2 separate regions of the Podarcis muralis genome follow, and region 1 is linked to region 2. A link is a contact called in public Hi-C data. All regions are on one chromosome and are shown on one strand. Each heading gives the region's core, a stretch centred on a gene start, on an enhancer-like site or on the middle of the called end of the contact. The rest is flanking DNA. Distances are from core to core; before and after follow the strand shown. Region 1 holds the start of HIBCH (3-hydroxyisobutyryl-CoA hydrolase). Region 2 holds the start of WDR75 (WD repeat domain 75).

Region 1 (5,001 bases), core at 537-3,036, 440 kb after region 2:
GTCCAGGGGTCCTTTACCTTTTATATTATTATTATTATTATTATTATTATTATTATTATTATTATTATTATTATTATTATTATTATTATTTATTCAATCTGTATACTTCCCTTCATCCTAAGATCTCAGGGCGGTTCATGGAATAAAACAACAAAAATGCGTAGTAAAAAGAAAGTACAAAAACAAAAGAAATAATACACACACACACACCCTTCCCTCAAACACATTTAGCAGGACTGCTAGTAATCCAATGGCCTGGTTGAAGTTTATAGCGTCAGCCAGGACGGTAATAATAAAAGTGTTCAGCGAAAGCTACGCGGCGCAGGCCCCGCTACTCGGGAGTAAGCTCCCACTGCGTTCAAGGCTACTCCTGAGGAAAGGTAGGCGGAGCTGCGCTTCTCGACGCCGCTCTCGGCCCTCGCCCCACTCGCAGGGCCGCCGGCCTCGTCTAACCTGGGAAGCCTCCGCCTCAACACCGGAGCCACAGCCGGCAGCCCCATCCTGCCACCGGCGCTCTCTCGCCCACTAACGCACGGCTTCGACGGGTATGAGGAGAGGAGGCCGGCAGGGCGCGAGGTGATGACATCACGTGGCTGCGCCGCTATGCACGCGCGCGCAGCTGACTCTTAGCGCGTCAACGGTTTGGGAAACTTTTCAGAGCACAGAGTTCGCGCGGCCTAGAGAGGCCGGGGAGTGGAAAGGAAGCAAGAGATCAAGTAAAAGGAAAGAGCCGCATCGCATAGCCCGGACGCGGCGTTTCCGAGTTCCCTTTGGCAACACAATCCTGACCGTGAGAGCTGCCCATAAGTATCAATGGGGGGAACCTTATGACGTAGCTGCGACTGGACAGCGGCAATGGGTCTTATTTTGCGCGATTTTTAATTTTTTTTAAGCCTTTAAATATTTTTGCAAGGGAGTTATGGCCGTGACTGCAGGAACGGTTTACGACAACCCTGCCGTGTAGTCCCTTTTTAATACACTACAACCAAGTCCCATTGAACCCAGATGCGCTTAATAAGATTGCACGGGAAGCTGCACACAACAACGACCCTTCAGTGTAGCCCAGTGCTCTTGCCTCCACGTTGCTGTGGACAGGCAGAGGCTCACGGCCGCCCTGCAATGGAGCCCACTGCTCACACTGCAGGTGGGATAGAGGTTTCTTTGCGTTTCCAGCCAACCCCCCCCCCCCCAAAAAAAAACCCACCCCACTCTCATTAGATTGCAGCAAAGGTTGATCTATTGCCCATTCTTTAGTTGCCATTCCTGCATTGCAGGGGGTTGGACTAAATGGCCCTTGGGCAGGGGTAGGCAAACTATGGTCCGCGGGCCAGATCAGGCTCAATCGCCTTCTCAATCCGGCCCCCAGACAGTCCGGGAATCAGCATGTTTTTACATGAGTAGAATGTGTCTTTTTATTTAAAATGCATCTCTGGGTTATTTGTGGGGCCTGCCTGGTGTTTTTACATGAGTAGAATGTGTGCTTTTATTTAAGATGCATCTCTGAGTTATTTGTGGGGCATAGGAATTCATTCATATTTTCCCCCAAAATATAGTCCGGCCCCCCCCCCCACATGGTCTGAGGCACGGTGGACCGGCCCCCTGCTGAAAAAGTTTGCTGACCCCTGCCCTTGGGGATCCCTTCTGACTCCATGATTCTTCCCCACCCTAATCCGCAGTAATTCAGATGCACGCAGAAGTGTTATCCCAGAAACCGGAAAGTGGAATACAATGCCTTACTTGTTGGGGAAGCGAGTAGAAACATTTTTCTCCATCACCTGCTTTCCCTTTCTCTATGACGTGGGAGGCCTCCTTGTTTCTTGGCATTAACGCCACCTGGAGGCCTCTCTGATAAACGACTGTCTCCCTTCTCCCCCCTGATTCCCATCTCCACCTCCCAGGACTCTCTGCCTTCCTGCACCGCACCAGCCTCCAGAATTATAGAGTTGGAAGAGATGACAAGGGTCATCTAAGTCCAACCTTCTCAACAATGCAGTCCCCCATCCAGTTTGAAACCAGACCAGACCCTGCTTAGCTTTGCAAATGTGCTAGCGGTTTTCTTTGGGGGTGGGAGTTGGGGTTTATAAACTAGAATAATGTTACACAAATAAGTATACCAAGTTTCTCGTGTCATTTGTATATCACAAAAATAGCATAATGAATGTGTAGTAGTATCTACAACATATGGTTCATTATTAGTGGTCAATGTATAAGTTGTTATTATTACAGTGGTACCTTGGGTTAAGAACTTAATTCGTTCTGGAGGTCCGTTCTTAACCTGAAACTGTTCTTAACCTGAGGTTCCATTTTAGCTAATGGGGTCTCCCGCACCGCCACCGTGCGATTTCTGTTCTCAACCTGAAGCAAAGTTCTTAACCCAAGGTACTATTTCTGGGTTAGCGGAGTCTGTAACCTGAAGCGTCTGTAACCCGAGGTACCACTGTAATTTCATTTCTATACCGCTTTACATTTTTTAGAAAAATCTCAAAGTGGCTTACAGAATATTAAAACATCAATAACACAAGTCAAATACAGAGTATACAATTAACAGAAAACTAAAATATTATCTTAACAGATTTCAAAATAAAACATTACAAAGGAGGTCAACTACAAAAGGTGGTTATTGGTTCATGAATTGGTTTAAACCATTAGGAAGAAAAGAGGGGGGAAGACGGGTGGGGGTGATAAGTTGGGTGGGGTCGGGTGGTTATGCTTCTATTATTCTACTTAGTGAATGTGTGGGGTTTCCTGTCAGTGTTACTTGTATGAGTGGTTCAAAAATACACACACACACACACACACACACACACACACACACAAAAACAATTCTCACTACAGCCAACCAAAGACAACCAACCACACCCTAAGCCACCACCAACCTCTCTCACCACCAACGAAATACAACAAGCGAATGTGCTAGCAGTTTTATTGCTGCACCACTCAGCTGTTGCCCCACTGGCAGTGCCCACGGATGGTGTGTGCAACACTTGCATCACACAGTCGTGCCGTGGACAGACTGAAAGGGCTGTCGTCTCCCTCCCCCAGTCCCCTGAAAGCTGTATTTTTTAACTGTAGCATAGCATCAAAAATTCAACAGCAGGTCTTTCCCATCTTGCAATGATGGAGAAAGGTGCACCTGCTGTATTTCTGTTTTGTGTGTATGTGTGCACGAGTGGACACAGTGCTGGAATTTCCGTGGATTAGATAGACACTAATACACTGGAGAACATAAATGCTTTTATTGTATTAATATATATTTTTATGAAGTGCGTACAATGCTGCTGGCTTCTACTGGCCTTTGGCTTGGAGCCAATTTGATTCCCTCCCTCTCTTTCTTTTTTCCCTTCCTTCTCCTCCTGCGTTGTGGCTACATTTTAATATTTTAATGTTGTATTTTAATTTTGTTTTTAAGTTGTAATCATTCAACTTGTTTTTATTATTGCTTGTAAGCTGCTCTGAGCCCGGCCTTGGCTGGGGAGGGCGAGGTATAAATAAAAAAATATTATTATTATTACACAGAGATTAAAAACCATACAGTACATCTGTGTACTATTAATAACTGTTGCTAATGGCTGGCATAGGTTGTATGATACACATGAATAGGGTTTTAAGGGGATTTTCAGCTATTAACCTATATATGGTGGGGATGAGGCAGAGCACCAGAGGAAGCAGCTCCCCGATGAGTGAGATCTTGCAGACCTCTCTCACACAACCCCAGTAAGTGGTGGGGTGGCAGTGGCAGGAGGGGCACATTCCCGTTTCAACTCAGGCAGCAAAATTGGATGTGCCAATCTCTTATCAAAGCAAGGAGTGTAGTTAGCATACCGGCCTGAGATGGAAAAAAAGCACTCCTCTCCACAACACATCATCAGAATCCAGCAGCTCTCTTAAATCACACATCCCCTGAAAACCTATATGTGAAAAAAAGCTAAACTGAAAAGCTTTCAAGTGCTGCATAATAATTCATTCAGAATAGATGACTCCCATATTGCCTTATCAAGAAAAGTACCATCAAATGTCTCATTTGAATTCTATGCCAAAGATGGAAATAAGAAACAGTCCCAACAAAAGAAGTTTGGCAATTAAAACTGATGGAATATGCAGTGATGTTGAAACTTAACAAAAGAATAAGAAATCAAGGTGAGAGACCTTTTTTAACAGACAGTGGGGAAATTATTTAATATATGTAGACAAATTGTAAACAATCAAAAACATTGGCAGGATTGACATAAACACAAGCAGTAAAAAAACCAAAACTTACAGAGAGTAAAAAGATTAAATTCACAAATAGGTTGGAATTGGTTGTGCAGTAAATAAGAAACCGCAAAGGGGAGGGGAGGGGAGGAGAAGAGAAGGTTGGTTTTTGTTTAGATTTAATTTTTGTTGTAGAAACATTGTAAAAAGAAAAATAGGAAAGAGAAATTTTATTTTATTTTTAATAGGGTTGGGCATGCTATACTGGAACGTTCATGATGACACACTTCAATCGTCTGGAGAATCTAGCCCAGCGACTTCATCTAAATGTTAGTTAGCATAAGAGAGATTGAACCCTGCAACACCCTACTAAATAGTTCCTGGGGCTGGACCTGAAAAGTCCTAATGACTCCCTCTGGAACAGGCTGTGAAATCGAAGGACCAAAACACTGCAAGGCAACATCCCATATTACAGCCTCACTTCTACACAGCTGGTCCCATTCCCATAAAATTTTGGTAGCTGTGTGGTTCTGATATTTATTTTACCCATCCGGGGCACAAAATTGCACCTTCCAAATAGTATCTACATGCCGGGAAGAAGAATCAAAATCAGAACCTACATCCTAAACTTCCGCTCGATTAAAACCTCGAGCAGCTGTTATGTCTCGGAAATGCTCACGGCAGACCCCAGATGGCAACCTTGTTCTTCCCTTAAAAACAGAGCTCCTCCATCTGGCTCATTTAGAATCCCTTTGGTAGAATTCAACACAGCCACTGTTAGCTTTCTTTTATCATTCTCAGATCATCAGT
Region 2 (4,970 bases), core at 2,038-4,537:
ATTGTTGCAATTTTATTTGATTGATGGGGGTGCTATATATGTCCCTGTGTGCAGTGTTAAGCTTCTTCTTTTCGCTGCACACATCGGATTACCTGCCCACCCTCCCTTTATTTAGGGTTTGTTTGCGCTTACCTTGCTATGCCTGTCATGGGGTCGTTTGCTTTGGAGCAGGGGCCTGGTAGGAATTTTACCATTTGGCTGATTGGCTGGTGCCATTTGGGTTTTGCCTACTGCGTAGCAAATCGTCACAACTTGTAAGTTGCGGTTGTTGTTGTTGTTTAGTCTTTTAGTCGTGTCCGACTCTTCATGACCCCATGGACCAGAGCACGCCAGGCACTCCTGTCTTCCACTGCCTCCCGCAGTTTGGTCAAACTCATGCTGGTAGCTTCGAGAACACTATCCAACCATCTCGTCCTCTGTCGTCCCCTTCTCCTTGTGCCCTCCATCTTTCCCAACATCAGGGTCTTTTCCAGGGAGTCTTCTCTTCTCATGAGGTGGCCAAAGTATTGGAGCCTCAACTTCAGGATCTGTCCTTCCAGTGAGCACTCAGGGCTGATTTCCTTAAGAATGGATAGGTTTGATCTTCTTGCAGTCCATGGGACTCTCAAGAGTCTCCTCCTGTTATGTACTGAAGTTCTCACCCTGGGCCAGCAGGGGGATACTGTAGATAGTTATGCAAATGAAGGATCGAAAAGTGACGTTCAGTGATTGGATAGTTTTAGAAAATGGCAACAGTTGCATTGTTCTGGAGCTCTATATAAGCAGGCTGACTGAGCTCCTCAGCCTAGTTCTCTTCTGGCATCTGAATAAAGAAGAGCTGTTTAAAGAATCGCTGTGTCGTCTGACATGTTCGCCCACAACTTAACACCTCCAGCACCATAATTCAAAAGCATGCGGTTAGGCATTGGTTAATTTTTTGGTTGGTGGAGGGGATGAGGTTGGCTGTGCCTGCCCCTTCAATGCTGCTGCTGCAAAGGTATTCTGTTAAAGGAATCCAGGGGCTCGCCATGCTTTTGTTCGTATCCTTGACAAAGGGCTAGGGCCATGCAAGAGTCCCAGGGAGCATTTGGGGAGATGTGTGAGCCTGGCACCCAGCTTTTTCTCTCCCCAAAATTGCTTACCCTTACTGACTTCCGCATGGGTATGGTTGTCCTACCTCCAAGTGGGAACAGATAGTCACTAACCAATGCTAAGCAACCACTCACTTACTGTAATTCAATAAAGTTGTGGCCAAAATCCAAAACAAAAATGATTTGTGAACGTGTTTTTATTCAGGGGTGTCTTGGGGGTCCTCGACACACAACTTACCCAAACAAAAAAGCTTCTAAGAATTATGCAATAAGTACAACGTGGCCCTACTTTTGATATTTTAATTCATTTTTCATGAACAGTCAGTGTCGAAATCTAGAGTTAGAAAACTCCCCGACATCTCTCTTCTCCAGTTTACTCCCAGCAGATCACTTTTCCTTTTGTACCCTTTAAATAAATTAATCCATTTTGGAGCACATTCTCTATCATTCTTCCTATTTAATCAAGGCGAGCTGGGCTAGCTCTTTCCAGTGCATACAACTCTTGCTTCCCTTACCCAGAGGCTCAACCGCAACTGGGTATTCAGTTGGCAAATGTCTGCAGAGATAAGCCTATCAATGATATTTAAGCTTACAGCTCTGCGTTTTGTTTTTAAAATAAGCTTGAGGGTCAGGTCTCTCAGCACGGTGCAAAGCAGGCTCTTGAGCAGGAAACTGATACTGCCTTCAAACGATGGAGACTGTTAAGTTGTGGGTGAACATATCAGACGACACAGCGATTCTCCAAACAGCTCTTGTTTATTCACAGGTCAGAACAGAACTGGACTGAAGGGTTCAGCCAGCCTGCTTATATAGAGCTCCAGTACAACGTAACTGTAACAACTTTCTGTAACTATCCAATCACTGAACGTCACTTTCGATCCCTTATTTGCATATGTGGACCTGAACTATCTACAGTATCCCTCTGCTGGCCCAGGGTGAGAACTTCAGCACATAACAGAGACTATATATCATATTTACTCGAGTCTAATGTGCACTTCAATTTTCAGAACCTTGAAACGAAAAAAAGTATTTGCTGGCGAATGTAAATGTGCCATTGAATCTAATGTGCACCTTAATTTTCGCAACATTATTTGGCCAAAAAAGGTGAGCAGTAGATTCGAGTAAATACAGTGTGTGTGTGTGTGTGTGTGTGTGTGTACATACACGTACGTTTGTGTAGAGAAGAGCTTTCCAAACTTTTCATGTTGGAGACACTTTTTAGACATGCATCATTTTGTGACACAGTAATTCAGTTTTGCATCATTTTGTGACACAGTAATTCAGTTTTAATAGCAAACCAGAGGTTAAACTAGCCCCTTTCCAGCCCCTGAAGGAGCGCAGGGAGCATTCCTGCCATGCACCTACACACTGCAGCCAACACACTAACGTGTCACAACATACAAGCTTGGGAAGCGCTGGTGTAGAAGATTATAAGTGTAAAAAGTCACACGCACCATGATTTTGTTTTAGCTAAAGGAGTGGCTCCAATTCTAATCCCAGCCAGACGGGTGGGGCTACAAATAACAAAATTATTATTCTTCATTCATCATTATAATTAATCCCCAGAACTGCTTCCATCAACGGGTTATCTTTATCTTTTATACCCTGCTTTGACCTGTCCATAACACCCCCTGCGCCAAGGAAAACAAAAATCACGCAATGGCCACCACGCCGTTTATACTCAAGCGGAATAAACGCGCAATGGCACGAGGCTGCAGCCCCGCCTCCCTTAAAAACAATGTGAATGAATGAAACTCAACGTTTTTTATTTAAAGGAAAGTCGCCTTTAACCGTGAACTCTTTATATTGCGTCGTTTCACATAGCATTGGAAGCGAGATGGAGACCCAACTCAGTCTTATGCAAAATAAGGATTGCGCGACTCTTCCATTTCTAGCTCTATGCCCCGTTCTTCCTGGCCGGGAGCCGATTGCCAGACCCTGACGCGGACTTTCAGTCCATAGAGCCTAGAAAAAGAGGAGCGTCACTCTTCCGGTTTCTGTTTTGAAAGCTCTTTCTATCCCATTCCTTTCCATCTCTATAGTCCCCTTTTTTTGTTTTCTATCTGCTTCAATTGCAAGAAAACCGGAAGTACGGGTCTAACCCCTTGGAACGTCGTGACAGGAGAGCGGAAAGAGGAGGAGGAGGAGGAGGAGGGCGGTGCTATTGAGTTCTAAGGGAAGGTTTGGGCTAGAGCGGCAACGGAGCTTTTACTCTTCCTTCCGGAGGAGCGAGGAGGGTCGGGGGAGGTCAGAGGTCGGAGGTCGTCGAGGGAAGATGGTGGCGCGCGAGCAGCTCCGCGTGGTTCGCTGCGGCGGCAGTTGGCTGAGCGGGAGCCGCGCGGTCTTTTCGGCCGATTCGAAGTGAGTGGCGCTGAGGGGATCAGTGGGGGCTTTTCAGGAATGCCAACCGCTTAAGCCGCGGGGCGGCGGCGTCAGCCCCGTTGAACGCGGCTGAATTTACTCCCGAGTAAGACACGCGTCTAGACTCCACATTATTAGTATTATTAAGACACGCGCTCAGACTCCACATTATTATTATTTATTAAGACGCGCGCTGAGACTATTATTATTATTTATTAAGACATGCTCTGAGACTATTATTTTTTTTTTATTAAGACACACTCCAAGACTCTATTATTATTATTCATTATTATTAAGACAAACGCTGAGACACTTTATTATTTATAAGACACACGGTGAGATTCATTATCTTTATTGTTGTTGTAATAATAATTACTATTGGGTGGCGCTGTGGGTTAAACCACAGAGCCTAAGACTTGCCGATCAGAAGGTCGGCAGTTCGAATCCCCGCAACGGGGTGAGCTCCCCTCGCTCGGTCCCTGCTCCTGCCAACCTAGCAGTTCGAAAGCACGTCAAAGTGCAAGTAGATAAATAGGTACCACTCCGGCGGGAAGGTAAACGGCATTTCCGCACGCTGCTCTGGTTCGCCAGAAGCGGCTTAGTCATGCTGGCCACATGACCTGGAAGCTGTATGCCGGCTCCCTCAGCCAATAAAGCGAGATGAGCGCCGCAACCCCAGAGTCGGTCACGACTGGACCTAATGGTCAGGGGTCCCTTAAATAATAATTGCCAAGATATAATTGCTATAATTAATAGTATACTGCCTTGTTCCATTAAGTCGCAGGGCGGTTACAACATAAAATCACCAACATAGAAACGCAAAATACATAACAAAAATAAAAACAACCCAATAACACACACACACCCGTCGTGTTTTGTGGGTTTTTCTAAATAAGGCCGAGTGGGCTGTAGGATCGCACACAGTCTGAGGTGCACTGTTCAGGTTGGTTTTGTTCCAATCTTTCCCCTTTTTAATTTCCTAAAAAATATGGTTTCAGACAACGACTACCACAATTTAAAAAAGAGAAGAATGCCCAGCAAAATTTACTGCCCTATTCTAAGATACACAAAAGTTAAAACATTAAAGCAAGTTTAAGATGACCCCAGCTGTCAACCAAGAATATTTTTAGTGGGCACCGGTGCATGAGTACAGCAAAGGCCCCTGTTTGCTCTCAACAGGCAGGGAGTTTCAAGGCGCAGGCGCTGCTACACTAAACTATCAAATTATAATTGCAAATGCAGAACGGGCATTGTGTGGCAACTGTGGTAGTGCTGATTCTGCCAATTAAATGTAGGGATAGGAGGTATGTTCTGTTAAAACAGTGAATTTTTCTTCATGGGGATTTGTGCCCCAGTATCAGCAAGCTGGGGACGCGGGTGGCGCTGTGGGTAAAAGCCTCAGCGCCTAGGGCTTGCCGATCGAAAGGTCGGCGGTTCGAATCCCCACGGCGGGGTGCGCTCCCGTTGCTCGGTCCCAGCGCCTGCCAACCTAGCAGTTCGAAAGCACCCCCGGGTGCAAGTAGATAAATAGGGACCGCT

What was found. A called contact is a pair of places that touch in the nucleus more often than the background predicts.
Region 1: a contact with region 2 is called in a Hi-C map of blood, with 10 times the contacts expected there. The contact joins the promoter of HIBCH here to the promoter of WDR75 in region 2. A contact is called at or near these places in 2 of 3 Hi-C or Micro-C datasets (blood and tail).

Annotation. Positions count from the first base shown.
Region 1 is chr1:119,612,193-119,617,193 of rPodMur119.hap1.1, forward strand. It overlaps HIBCH (3-hydroxyisobutyryl-CoA hydrolase), which reads right to left and starts at 1,787. Exons shown (of 14, transcript XM_028750450.2): 1 at 1,738-1,787. The coding sequence starts at 1,772.
Region 2 is chr1:119,170,356-119,175,325 of rPodMur119.hap1.1, forward strand. It overlaps WDR75 (WD repeat domain 75), which reads left to right and starts at 3,288. Exons shown (of 21, transcript XM_077917259.1): 1 at 3,288-3,431. The coding sequence starts at 3,346.